Linked DNA regions of Mus musculus: all the other regions are linked to region 3. Evidence: chromatin contacts called from public HiChIP or PLAC-seq and promoter capture Hi-C data. All regions are on one chromosome and are shown on one strand. Each heading gives the region's core, a stretch centred on a gene start, on an enhancer-like site or on the middle of the called end of the contact. The rest is flanking DNA. Distances are from core to core; before and after follow the strand shown. Region 1 has its middle 66 kb from the start of 4933412E24Rik. Region 2 has its middle 65 kb from the start of Gm36819. Region 3 holds the start of Washc5 (WASH complex subunit 5). Region 4 has its middle 86 kb from the start of 4933412E24Rik.

Region 1 (3,108 bases), core at 231-2,730, 580 kb before region 3:
AATATTCGTATATGTATCTGTGCATATGTGATGTATATGCACATTTGTGTATATATACATATATGTGTGTATATATATATGTATATATATATATATATATATATATATATATATATATATATACACACATACATACAGACATTGGCTATTCTAGGGCTAGCAATATGGTAGACATTGGGGAAATATGCTCCTTTGCATATGCTATAATCTGGAGAGGGGAAAAAGTTTCAATATAAACCAACAACTACACTTGATAAGATGGCTCACAAACACAAAGCACCCCTTACTATAAAGAAGCCGGCATTCTTTCCATCTGTTGGTGGTGACTGTTGCACATCTGTTAAACCCCCTTCCCTGTGTATACTCTAGTACAGTGTGAGTTCAGTCCATTCCACCCCTCAACTAGATTAAGACTTTTCTGCCCCAGCCTCTAACCTTTGTCCTAAGAGAACTCTTCATGCCCAGTCCTGGTTTCTCTTCTCTGACCCATTATGATCAAACTATTATTTATAAAGCAATCAAATTCTGTTACTGTAGTCATTAAAAATACAATATATTTTTTTAAAAAAACCTTTGAGCACTTACATGTAAAAGGTCAACAAAATTATCACAAGCACCTCACTGTAAGCTACTAGAATCCAAACAAAGGCAAGAAATAAACTGGAAAGACTGCAATTTTTAATGAATAAGAAAAGGAAAGGAGGGAGGAAGGAAGGAAGGAAGGAAGGAAGGAAGGAAGGAAGGAAGGAAGGAAAGAGAGGGAGGAGGGAGGGAGGGAAGGAGGGAGGGAGGGAGGGAGGGAGGGAGGGAGGGAGGGAGGGAGGGAGGGAGGGAAATGGATGAGAGATGCGGTATTTTTTTTTTTACTAAGAACAGCAGGTACTAAAAAGTTGGATCAGAAGAGCTTTTGTACAGAAGTCCCTGATCAGGTGCTTAATATTTGTTAGGTGACCCAATAAATCAGATCCAAGCACTTGGCCAAGAGACAAAAGAAAAATTAATGTTTAAAGGGAGTAAAAATTTTAATCAGTGTGACTGTACTAAGGACAAAAGAAACAAGTGTCCTTTGTCCAGTTAGGGAAGTACTGACCAATGACTTTCAAGATGATATGGGGAAGGAATAGAAATGAGAGTGGAGAAGCATTTATACTTGATTAGCCTTGTTCAGAATGCTATCTTACTGATCACTCAGGATTGGTCAGTTAAGCCTTGACTCAGTAAGAAAATAACTGTACAGAAGTTAGATTTGGCTTTTGTCAGAAGCAAGCCCTGATAGCACAGACTTATAGTCATAGTTACTTGAAAGTCTAAGATATGAACGTTACAAGTCTAAGGTCAACTTAGGCCACAGAGTGAGTTCAAGGCCAAACTGGTAACTGTCTCAAAAATAAAAAGGAAGCCTAGGGATATAGTTCAGTATTAGGGCACTGACATAGTATGTAGGAGACCCTGAATACTACAAAAGAGGAAGAGAAGCAGGAGGGAGGGGTAGAAGCAGGGGGGAACAGGAAGAGGAGGTTGCTGATCTACCAGATTGTCTCTGAAATCTAAAGTGACTGCAGGAAAGCATGGCAGAGAGCAAAATACACAAACACACACACACACAATGGAGGCAGAAATGCCCAGTTTATCCCTTGTTCATAGAAAACTGTTTGTAGCCTCAAGTGAAGAGTCATTGCTTTCATCAAAAAAACAACCTCTAAATTCTTATTACTATTTTGAAAGTGAAAGTAAAAATCATCAGACATTTCTCCAGAGAGGAAAAATTAGATTTGCAGGCAGAAAGTATGTAACAGGAGGTAGGCAGGCAGAAGAAGCTCTGCCTGAAGTCAGAGACCTGACCACAGCCTGAATGCTCAGGGAGGAGAGAGAGATTCGAGCCATAGAACAACGCCGAAACTCTCAAAACATCCATGGCTGATGAGAAATCTGTGAATAGCCAATGAACAGAATACAGTCTCAAGGACGACCTGCACATTGACAGAACACAGTGTCTAAAAGATACCCATGAGCAGGAACAGGGAGCTTCATGAATTCCAGGAAGCTTCATGAATTCCAGCTGTTTGAGCAAAATCTCTTCCCAAGTCTCCTGTTTACCAAAATCAATACAGAAATAGGAGTAGCCTCAGGAGGCCAGGTATGTATCAAAATAATAACTATAGATCAACGAGGGAGACAGTAGCACACAGAAAACTAAACATTCAGCTTAAATTCAGGTGACTTAGGAAAAAAATCCCAATTTCAGAGCTGCTGGAAAAAGGCCTGCTAATATGCCTAGTGTGTGATACGAAGTGAGCTGATGAATGGATACTCAGTAATAAAGAAATGGATGGAATCAGAAAATAGTATATATTGAGAGAGGCAACCTGGGTGGAGCAAGACAAACCTTGCATGTTCTCTCTTTCATATGTGAATTTTTATTTCCTATATTTTATTTTCATTCTAGACCTGTATGCCATGTAATCTTGGTCGTGTCCACTTCCCACTTCCTCCCTCCAGCTTTTCCCACACTCCAGCCACATAGTTCCACGACCCCCTGTTTTCCTGTCTAATTTGTGTTCTAGTAGACCACTAAGAGTGTAAGTAATGCTTCCCATATTTGTATGTGTGTGGGCTCATGTACTGCGCCAGAGGTAACCTACCAATAACTGTTACCCCAGAAGAGAAATGACTTTCCCTCCTTCAGCAGCCACCAACTGCCACTAACACCTCAATTAGGGAGGGAGCTTAGGAGCCCCTTCCTGCTTTATGCTCAAATTTTAACTCTCTTGTTCTTATGGAGATCTTGTGCAAGAAGTGGGGCTTCTCTGAATTCATGTAAGTAATGGCCACATCATGTTCATGGCACTCACTCCTCCATCCTCTGTTCCTTATGTTCTTTCTCCCCAGGTTTGATGATACTGCCCCTGGAGCCTTGATTTTTTTTAGATTTATTTAACTTTTAGATTTATTTAACATCTGTAGAAACCTGAAAGTGACCAAGAGGACACAGCCGAGAGTGAAGGGGAAGAGCCTTAAGAGGGAGTAGAGGTGGTAGAACAGGTAATATGAAAATAGGAGAGAACACTGAATGTGGCAAGGTCTAAATAGGGATGAGGATAGTGAGTG
Region 2 (2,747 bases), core at 75-2,574, 510 kb before region 3:
TCAAATGGCTTCTATAAAGTATTTGTGACAGCAACATAAGAATAATTAATATGGGCCATGGTTGGGCTCACAGGCTTTCATAGTCTACTGGCAACTGTTCTAGATCATCAGCGTGAGCTAACATCAGAAAAAGAGAGGGGCCAGCAAGAAGGCTGAATGAAAGTGCTTGCTGCCAAGCCTGACAAACTGAATTACATTCCTGGGACCAACACAGTGGATAAAGAGAACTGACTCTGGCACATCCTCTGATCATGTGAATGATCATTGATGATTCATTGGCCTGTGAATGCACACAAGAAAGAGAAAGAAATGTAAGACGGAAAGAAGGAAGGAAGGAAGGAAGGAAGGAAGGAAGGAAGGAAGGAAGGAAAGAAGGAAAGAAGGAAGGAAAGAAGGAAGGAAGGAAAGAAGGAGGGAAGGAAGGAAAGAAGATAGGAAAGAAGGAAGGAAGGAAGGAAGGAAGGAAGGAAGGAAGGAAGGGAAGGAAAAATTCCTTCTAAAGAGAAAGCCAAATAATGAATGAATGACCAAGCACTTTCAAGCACAATAAAACTCATGAAGAAAGAAAGAAAGAAAGAAAGAAAGAAAGAAAGAAAGAAAGAAAGAAAGAAAGAAGGAAGGAAGGAAGGAAAGAGAGAGAAAGAAGGAAAGAGAGAAAGAAAGAAAATGAAATCATATTCTGTGATCTTTGCCATGTTTGTAAAGATCAAAGGATAAATCAAAATGGAAATTAGAAAATATTTTGAACTAAATGATTATAAAGACACAAATTCACCTAACATGATATTTAGACAGAAATTACAGCCTTTAATATTATATTAGAAAAAGAAGAACGATTGAAAGTTAATGAGCTCAACTTGCAATCACTTCGGGAAAGGACAAAATAAATCCAAAGAACACAGAGGGAAATATATAATAAAGATGAGAGGATGCTACTAAATTGGAAGCCAAACACAAAACAGGATAAAGGAAAGCCAAAAGCTGATTATTTGAAAAGAGCAATAAAACAGACCCAGCAGGAGCCCAGGGAGACCCACACTGCAAGCAGGCAGGATAGCAGGAACCAGGACTTTACACATAACAAATGCTGGGAATGACACTGCAGAGATTAGAGAGGAAGCTAAGTTTCTGTTAACTATGGCAAAGGGCTGGGGGTTTACTCTGCCGGTCTCTGCCCTATTTTGTGCTTCATTTTCAGAATACGCTTTTCACACCTGACTCTGGGTCCTCCACTGAACTCACACACACTCCAGACTGACAGATCATCTCATCCCAGTGTCATGGGGGAAAGCAAACCTTTAAGGGAGCGATCCCTGGTGTGACTCACATCCGCAGATTCACTTCCCCAATCTGCCTTGCACCCATTTTGTTGCAAACCCTACTCCCTACAGCCATGGTTAGCTGCCTCTTCCTGGCCTTGCTTTTTGGAACAACTGTTTTCTCTGCTTCTTCTTTTCCCAGGCTTCTCCCTGCAGGTCTTTTCTGTCCCACCAGCAACCTCATTAACATACACAGGAACCTGTGCCACCGCCTTTTAACCCAGCTCCCAGTCCTTCTGTCATTTCCCCTCAGATCTCCAAGGCAACCACAGACAATTTAACTTCCTTTTTAAAAATTAAAGAGACCAAAAAAAAAAATCATTCTACATTCCAAAAACATCTACAGCTCCCTCCCATCTGTCAGCATAAGACTCAAGCTAATGCCATCCAGAGTTTAGCTTCCCACTTAACCCCTGACCCCATCCCTGCTCCTGTCTATTTCCTCCCCAGGACATGGCCTTCATGTGGACATGCTCACTGCAACTCTCCTCCTCCTCTCTCACTAAGGACTTCTATTCACTCAACTCCTCTCTCAGACGCTCCTGAACTTCCTGTTCCACAAAGGATCAGGGCTTCTCTTGGGAGCACTTTATGAGTGACTTCTTCGAGTAATAAGTCTTTCTTTCATCAAATAACTGATAGGTATTTGTACCTGAAGACCTTTATTAGAACAGAGTCACAAGCTGATCTAGACAGATATAAAATATAATAAACAATTAATATATCATATGTATTAATATAATTAATTGGTTTGTAATATACTGTATATGTAAGTATATATGCTATTAATATAGATAGTAGCTGTCTTGGTCAGGGTTTCTATTCCTGCACAAAACATCATGGCCAAGAAGCAAGTTGGGGAGGAAAGGGTTTATTCAGCTTACACTTCCACATTGCTGTTCAGCACCAAAGGTAGTCAGGACAGGAACTGACACGGGGTAGGAACTTGGAGGCAGGAATGGATGCAGAAGTCATGGAGGGGTGCTGCTTACTGACTTGCTTCCCCTGGCTTGCTCAGCTTGCTCTTTTATAGAACCCAGGACTATCAGCCCAGAGATGGCATCACCCACAATGGGCCCTTCCACCTTGATCACTAATTGAGAAAATGCTTTACAGCTGGATCTCATGGAGGCATTTTCTCAAGGGAGGTTCCTTTCTCTGTGAGAACTCCAACTTGTGTCAAGTTGACACAAAACCAGCCAATACAGTAACCAAGAACCAGTAACAGTTCAAATGAATGGAGCAGGCAGATATATTGTGGCCTATGGAATAAATCACTGTAACAGTGAGACTAGGCAAGCTACCATAACTCTGTGTGTGTGTGTGTGTGTGTGTGTGTGTGTGTGTGTGTGTGTGTGTGTGTGTAAGAGAGAGAGACAGAGACAGAGACAGAGAGACAGAGACAGGAACAGAGATATAGAGACAGAC
Region 3 (3,224 bases), core at 637-3,136:
AGTGTAAGCCAAATAAACCTCCCCAACTTGTTTCTTGGTCATGATGTTTGTGCAGGAATAGAAACCACGACTAAGACATCAGGGAACAATATTTCCGTTTGCACTCCTTTGGGCTCTTAGCTCTTTCCATCTCTTCCAAGAGCTGTCTAGAGCCCCAATCCACAACTGCTAGTCCTCCCCATACCTTCCCCAACACATACTCTTCACTTCCCCGCCTCCTCCAGTCTCATCTGTCTGCTAAGGTCTAAATGTTTGGGTCCCCATCCCCACTTTACATACTGAAATCCTAATGTCCAAACTGGTGGTTTTAGAAGATAAGGCCTTTGGCGAGGTGACTAGCTACACCCTCCAGAACATTATTAGTCCCTTATAACGGGTGCTCCAAGGGCTCTCTTGCTTTTCTACCACCCAAGAAAACAGCAAGTGCATGCCATTTACAAGCCAGAAAGCATGCCTTCACCAGACACTGAATCTGATGGTAAGTTGGCCTCGGGAATTCTCAGCCTCTACGACATCAGTTTCTGATGCTTTTGAAACTACATAGATATAGTATTTCATTTATTGACATCTGAACATTCTAACACTATTCCTTGGGGATTGGTTTAACCTAGGGTTTGGAGGTTTAACACCTCCCCCAGGGAACTTCTAACATCACGTGGGGGCATTTTTGACTGTGGCACTGGAGGGGGGTTGGGGGGTGTCACAGACCAGCATCTATGGAATTGATAGAATTCTAGCAAGTACAGTACAGTCTCTCACCACAAGGAATCATCTGAAGACAAAGCGTAATCATCACATTAGTTAAGAAACACTGATTTACACCAACCCCTTCTTGGATCCTCTTTCCAATAACACCGATCTTTTTGTTACCAGTACCTATAGCCTCCAAGACAATCTACAACAAAGTTAAGCACTTCCTGAAGTCTCACCAAGTTATTGGGCTCAGCACACTATTTTGCTTCCCTTATATTCATGAAAGAGTTGCTGTCAAGTTAAGCCAGTTTTAAATAGGAAAACACGTTTCTGCACAGCATTACAGTAGGCATAGAGCAAACCAAAAGTTCGACCGCCTTTAAATCCAAGGTGATCTCATACGACAAGAGTTGAAGTGTCTCCGTTTTCAGCATGCATACACCCTTCTCTCTGAAACCTTCCCTCGCCCACGGCTCCTCCTCTTCCACACGCCTTCTCAGTTCCTAACACACATCTCTACTATATAACTTAATACGGCTAATTGCCGACTTCTACCATTCCTTCATGCTGGGATCTCCTTAAACTGGAACATGCATTAGAAGATATAAAACGTCGCCTCACAAAAATGAAATGAGCAGGACTAAATCCGTTAAGTTACCAAAGTAATAATAAAAACTACTACCATTTCCGGGTCACCACCAACATGCCCGTGCCCAAGAAGGTTGCCTCCCGCCCCGCTTCCCCCCTCTTTTTTCACACCGAGGCTACCACATCCCTTCACCTGCAGAAGTGAAATGGCACCTGTGGCCTTGAGTCCATCTGAGCTACCTGTTCATGCCTCAGTTTCAAAAGTCAGTTCTAAACAGTTTGTTTTGTTTTGATCACATAACCTGTGATCATATGTGAGCATAACCCGCCTCCGTCTAGTTGCTGCGGGTGAAGAGGCTCAGGCCCAGGTCCCCAGAGCACAGAGGGAGGCGACAACGCCGGCTAGACCCCTATCACGGTTCCTCCTGGATCTTACCTGGCTGTCCCACCTAGCTCGGTGATATCTAGCCGAACGTCGCACGCCCAGACCCCGACTCCTTTCCTCAGCCCACTTCTGTGGCTGAAACGACCCGCGCGCGCTCTGCGTCATCACTTGGCGCCCGCGAGCGATCACATGATGCCCGGGCCCGGGCCGCCGCCCCTTGGTCACGTGACGGGCTAGGGACTCCAGGACAGAAACCCGGGTCCCGGCAGCTGACGCTCTGCGGCCCGGGACTCTAGGGGGATCCCTGGGGTGGGAGACGGGGACCGGGGCGCCCAGTCCACGCGGCCAGCGTCGGACGGCTGACAGGTGAGTCGGAGGCGGGCCTGCGGGTTCGAGGTCCATTCCTTCCCCCGTGGGCCACGTCCGGTACTGTCCCCGGAGCCAACGGGAAAACCTAGGGCTTGCAGGGTTGGGGTTGCACGCCTGATGTTCACCCACGCCTTCATGGAAATCGCTCTTGCATGCTTCTTTGAAGCTTTTGGGGTGATGCTCAGCTACTTGGCCCATAGCTGAGCTTGCAAGTTTCTCGGAGCGGTGCCTTGCTAATGTGGCTGATCTTGCACTTACTCTCCAGAAAATCAAGTAGTCACTGGAGTGATGATGGGCGAGAGCGCGCGGGGGGGTGGGGGGGGGGGTGGGGGGGGGAATAAAAGTCCTGTCGCTCACTGTGAGTTTGTGCAAGTCGTTCCTCTATACCCTAGTCTCCCTCACCTGAGACATGGTGCTGTAGTCCTTGTATTGGGGGCAGGTAGTTCTACTGGGTCCTGATTCTTCTATGATAGGAAATTTAAAAGTTGGACTCATAAAAAAAGAAAAGAAAAGTTGGACTCTTGATTTCTATATAGATGAGGGATAGTGAAGGAGTTTTATTATCTCTAACCACAGCCAGGGACTCTTTCCTTAGGTCTGCTGTTCTCACTTGTGGGTTTCATGACCCCTTTAGCAAACCTGTTTCCATAAACGTTTACATTATGATTCTTAACAGTAGCAAAATTATAGTTACTAAGTATCAATGAAAATGATTTTATGGTTGGGGTCACCACAACATGTATTAAAAGGTCAGGAAGGAAAGTTGTCTTAGATGTTAAGAATTAATGAATCAGGACTTGAGAGATGGGCCCAGTGGCTAAGACTGTTTGTTTTTCCTGAGGCCCCGGGTTCAATTCTAAGTACCCATGTGGTGACTCTCAACTATCTATAACTCCAGATCCAGGGGATCCAACACCCTCAGACATCCATGCAGGCAAAACACCAATGGACACAAAATAAATATAATTTTAAAAATTCATGAGTCACATTGGGGTGATCCAGCTTATTCCAGAACTTTTCTGGGACAGCCTCTGTTATGGATTTGAGACTGCTTTCTTTAGGGATCTGAGGTTTTGTGAAAAGAAGAAAAAATCCATCTGCTTTTGTCCTCTACACTTTAATTTTCTAAAGATATTTTGTTCTGTACTTACTGGGTAACAGATGCCATTCTTGAAAACACGTTCCTTTG
Region 4 (3,197 bases), core at 46-2,545, 560 kb before region 3:
AAAAGGCCATGTGGATATTGGGTGGCAAACAGAAACCTCTACTCTGAAGCTGATGCTCGTTTAGCAGAAAAAGCAGCTAGGGTACTCAGGAGAGTCCAGTGCCCAACCTCACACATCTGATCATCAGCAAGGTTAGGATTAGAACCAGTTCTGGCACTAACAAAAGACCATTCACTATAGTTCTGGTTTACCGCCTCTCCCCATTTCGTGCATTTAGTTAATTCCCATGGTGCTTGATGCCTGACAAGAAGCAACTCAAGGAAAGAAAGGTTGGTTGGTTGGTTGGTTGGTTGGTTGGTTGGTTGGTTGGTTGGTTGGTTGGTTGGTTTGTTTGTTTGTTGGTTTGTTTGTTTGTTTGTTAATGGAAAAATAGCCAGCTCATCTCCATGGCCTGCTGTAATAGGAGGTCACTTTGTCTCTGCAGTCAAGATGCAAAGACCAAAGACCAAGAAATTCTGGTAGAACAGTTGCCTTTTTTTCATTCAGTCCAGGACATCAGCATTTGGTATGGTGCTGCCCACAACTGGGGTGATTCTTCCTACCTTAATGAATCCAATCAAGAAAACTCCCCCAAACACACCCAAAGACTTGTCTTGTGTGTAATTCCAGATCCGGTCAAGTTGATAATCAGTATCAACCATCACTTACATATATAAGGTTCTACATGAACCAAGATTATCCAGAAAGTCAAATCCTTAATGAAGAACAGTATCTTGTAATGCAGATTGTGAGAGGTCAGTCTTATGATCTGCTGCCTATACGATGGAGAGGTTCTAGGGGACACAATTCCAGTTAGAGCCGGGAAGTCTGAGAGCAGCAAGCCAACAGCCTAGGTGCTGTTTCTTATACAGAGGACTGTGTCAAAAGCAGTGAAGCAGAGAGCGTGGTTCTCTCCTTCCTATGCCTTATATTCTATTTAGAACTTCAAGGGCATGGAGCAGGTCTACTTATTGGTGCTAGGTTAGAAAGTGATCTGTTTTTTCCCTGTCTACTAACTTCTGTTCTAATCACATTCAGTCATGCGCAGTAGTGTCAGTAATGTCTAATCACAGACATATTGAGAAGAAATTTTAAGCAGTTTTCTGGGCACCCGTTGTCTGGCCAAGTTAGCCCATAAATTGAAACATCACAGCTTCTCAGAAAAACCATTTTCTCTCCCATATTGTCCTTTTGGGTATGAACTTTCTTCGTGTCAGGAAGAAAAAAAAAAGAAACTAAAAGCAGGCCATCAGTCACAGTCTCAGAAATGCATGAGGAAGGAAGCCACGCCATTTCCTCTTCACGCTTTCTTCAGTGAGGCTGAATAATCTGGGCAGAGTCGCCCATTCCATTAACTTACTTAGTCACTTAATCATGTTCTAGTGGAATCTTGACCTTCACAAGATGTGAATTTTAAGTCCAGCTCAAAATATGACTATAAACATTTTATTGTGTAATAAATGAGTCCGGGATATAGATCAGTAATAGAATGGTTGCCTAACAAGGCTGAGGCATTGGGTTCCATCCCTGGATAGTACTGTATAATAATAATAATAATAATAATAATAATAATAACAATAACAATAACAATAAAAGGGATGAGAATCACAGCAGCATCCCCTGCCACGGCCATGACCACCTACAAGCTGTCGCTGATCCAGCACAGAGCACATGGAACCCAGAGAACAGCTTGGAGGTGAAGTACAACAGGCAGACATTGCGAGATGCTGACTATGAATTTGACATTTGCTTCACCTCCGTGCAGAAGAGAGTAATCTGGATCAGTCTGGATAGTCCAGATGTGGCTGCCAGTGTCCAGGAGGGAGCTGATGCCTCAGTGAGTGACACAATGGGGTCTGACTGGTCTCAATAGAGCAGGAACTACTGCCAAGCATGGTGAGGAGCTGGTGCAGATCTGGAGACGATCTCACAATGCCTCCAACCCCTCCAATAGATCCCAGTCATCCCCTCTATGAAGACATCAGTAAGGAACACAGACCTTACTGAGGACCCGCTACCCTCCTGTGACAGCATGAAGGACACTATTGCCAGAGCATTGCCCTTCTGGACTGAAGAAATTGTCCCCCAGATCAAGGGGGAAAGGTCCTGATGTGGTCCATGCCAACACCTTCAGAGTATCATCAAGCATCTGAAGAGGCCGTCATGGAACTGAACCTACCAACTGGCCTTCCCATTGTTTATAAATTGGGCAGAAAGTCAAAGCTCAACAAACCCATGCAGTTCCTGAGACATAGAGACTGTGCGTAAAGCCATGGAAGATATGGCTGCTCAGGAAAGGTGAAGAAGTGAAGGTGAGTAGGCAGACTCCATTCTGAAGAGCACCCTGCCTGCCTGCTCGTGCCTCCTGCACCCCTCCCCAGCACCCACCACACTGACTACCTCTTTATGATCTGGAGATGGGGCACTGTGCCTCTCGTTTTTATTTTGGGATTCTATGCCCTGCACCCTCTCCCTTCATAGCATCTAGTCAGAATAACACCTCTGGGGGTGCAGGTTCTTGGTCCACATTCAGCAGTGACTCCCTGGACCAGTAGAGCTGAGACGTGGTAATTATAGTCTTCCTTTGCCCTTTGTTTGTTAAGGGTCTGCTTAGGAAGCGCTCAGGGACACGACCAATGGGGAGGAGCTGTGACACAATGTTGTCCCTGGACCTGTCCGCACTCTTCTGCAGTTAGAGAACAGGGGACTGTGGTAATTTCCGAAAGTAACTTGCATGGTGATTTAAAAGATACTTCCTCTCTGACTCTAAAGGAGCTACTGGCCCCAGAAGGGTGGGATCGATCCTGACAATCCTGTGTGTTACATTTACTTTTACTAAAAATTTGAAGAAGAAGAAAAAAAAACATATCAGCACACAAAACTCTCTCTGTGGTTTCAAATGGTAGTTGAAATTGGTCCCATGTGGTCACCAGAACATAAGTCATGGGGTAAACGCTTTGTTCTCCTTGCTGTGTGTTAGGATCCCTCTACCCTGTTGATCAAGTGCAAGAATTTATCTCTCACTGCGTGAACCATGTTCCAGGTGCTTGACCCTACCATGTGGGGTCAGAACTTGTTTTGGATATAGCTATTAAATCTCTTTCCAGATCAGTATAATAAGGGAGTGATGTGCAATGGTGATGATGATGATGATGATTGGATGAGAGATGAGGGCTCCCAATAGTTCCAGTAGAATAAGAAGGGATAATACTGATTTG

Evidence for each region. Promoter capture Hi-C pulls out the DNA fragments that hold promoters and counts their contacts. HiChIP or PLAC-seq counts read pairs in DNA pulled down with a chosen protein or histone mark.
Region 1: a promoter capture Hi-C map of pre-B cells shows a contact between it and region 3, with 2.9 times the contacts expected there. The contact joins the enhancer-like site here to the promoter of Washc5 in region 3. A contact is called at or near these places in 1 of 39 promoter capture datasets (pre-B cells), 1 of 15 datasets of contacts at CTCF or cohesin (the NIH/3T3 cell line), 1 of 115 datasets of contacts at active chromatin or transcription factors (embryonic basal ganglia) and 2 of 9 other capture datasets (adipose tissue and liver).
Region 2: a contact with region 3 is called in an H3K4me3 HiChIP or PLAC-seq map of bone marrow-derived macrophages, with 3 times the contacts expected there. The contact joins the enhancer-like site here to the promoter of Washc5 in region 3. A contact is called at or near these places in 7 of 39 promoter capture datasets (the 3T3-L1 cell line, cranial neural crest, embryonic stem cells and 3 more), 3 of 15 datasets of contacts at CTCF or cohesin (CD8 T cells, the NIH/3T3 cell line and large pre-B cells), 2 of 484 Hi-C or Micro-C datasets (bone marrow-derived macrophages and hematopoietic stem and progenitor cells), 5 of 115 datasets of contacts at active chromatin or transcription factors (the SCID.adh cell line, bone marrow-derived macrophages, large pre-B cells and 1 more) and 2 of 9 other capture datasets (adipose tissue and liver).
Region 4: a contact with region 3 is called in an H3K4me3 HiChIP or PLAC-seq map of bone marrow-derived macrophages, with 4 times the contacts expected there. The contact joins the enhancer-like site here to the promoter of Washc5 in region 3. A contact is called at or near these places in 1 of 39 promoter capture datasets (liver), 2 of 15 datasets of contacts at CTCF or cohesin (large pre-B cells and pro-B cells) and 3 of 115 datasets of contacts at active chromatin or transcription factors (bone marrow-derived macrophages, large pre-B cells and memory CD8 T cells).

The regions. Positions count from the first base shown.
Region 1 is chr15:59,949,468-59,952,575 of GRCm38.p6, reverse strand. No RefSeq gene overlaps it. Among named protein-coding and RNA genes, the nearest start is that of 4933412E24Rik, 66 kb to the left of the region's middle. Within about 2 kb of position 1,480, at least 68 of the 459 cell types and tissues checked have an H3K27ac peak or open chromatin away from gene starts, as enhancers often do. A contact at or near this core is called in pre-B cells, where this site is marked.
Region 2 is chr15:59,886,613-59,889,359 of GRCm38.p6, reverse strand. No RefSeq gene overlaps it. Among named protein-coding and RNA genes, the nearest start is that of Gm36819, 65 kb to the right of the region's middle. Within about 2 kb of position 1,324, at least 38 of the 459 cell types and tissues checked have an H3K27ac peak or open chromatin away from gene starts, as enhancers often do. A contact at or near this core is called in adipose tissue and bone marrow-derived macrophages, where this site is marked.
Region 3 is chr15:59,372,849-59,376,072 of GRCm38.p6, reverse strand. It overlaps Washc5 (WASH complex subunit 5), which reads left to right and starts at 1,886. Exons shown (of 29, transcript NM_153548.3): 1 at 1,886-2,032. It overlaps Nsmce2 (NSE2/MMS21 homolog, SMC5-SMC6 complex SUMO ligase), which reads right to left and starts at 1,875. Exons shown (of 7, transcript NM_026746.3): 1 at 1,718-1,875.
Region 4 is chr15:59,928,704-59,931,900 of GRCm38.p6, reverse strand. It overlaps the pseudogene Gm7708. Among named protein-coding and RNA genes, the nearest start is that of 4933412E24Rik, 86 kb to the left of the region's middle. Within about 2 kb of position 1,295, at least 1 of the 459 cell types and tissues checked has an H3K27ac peak or open chromatin away from gene starts, as enhancers often do. A contact at or near this core is called in bone marrow-derived macrophages, where this site is marked.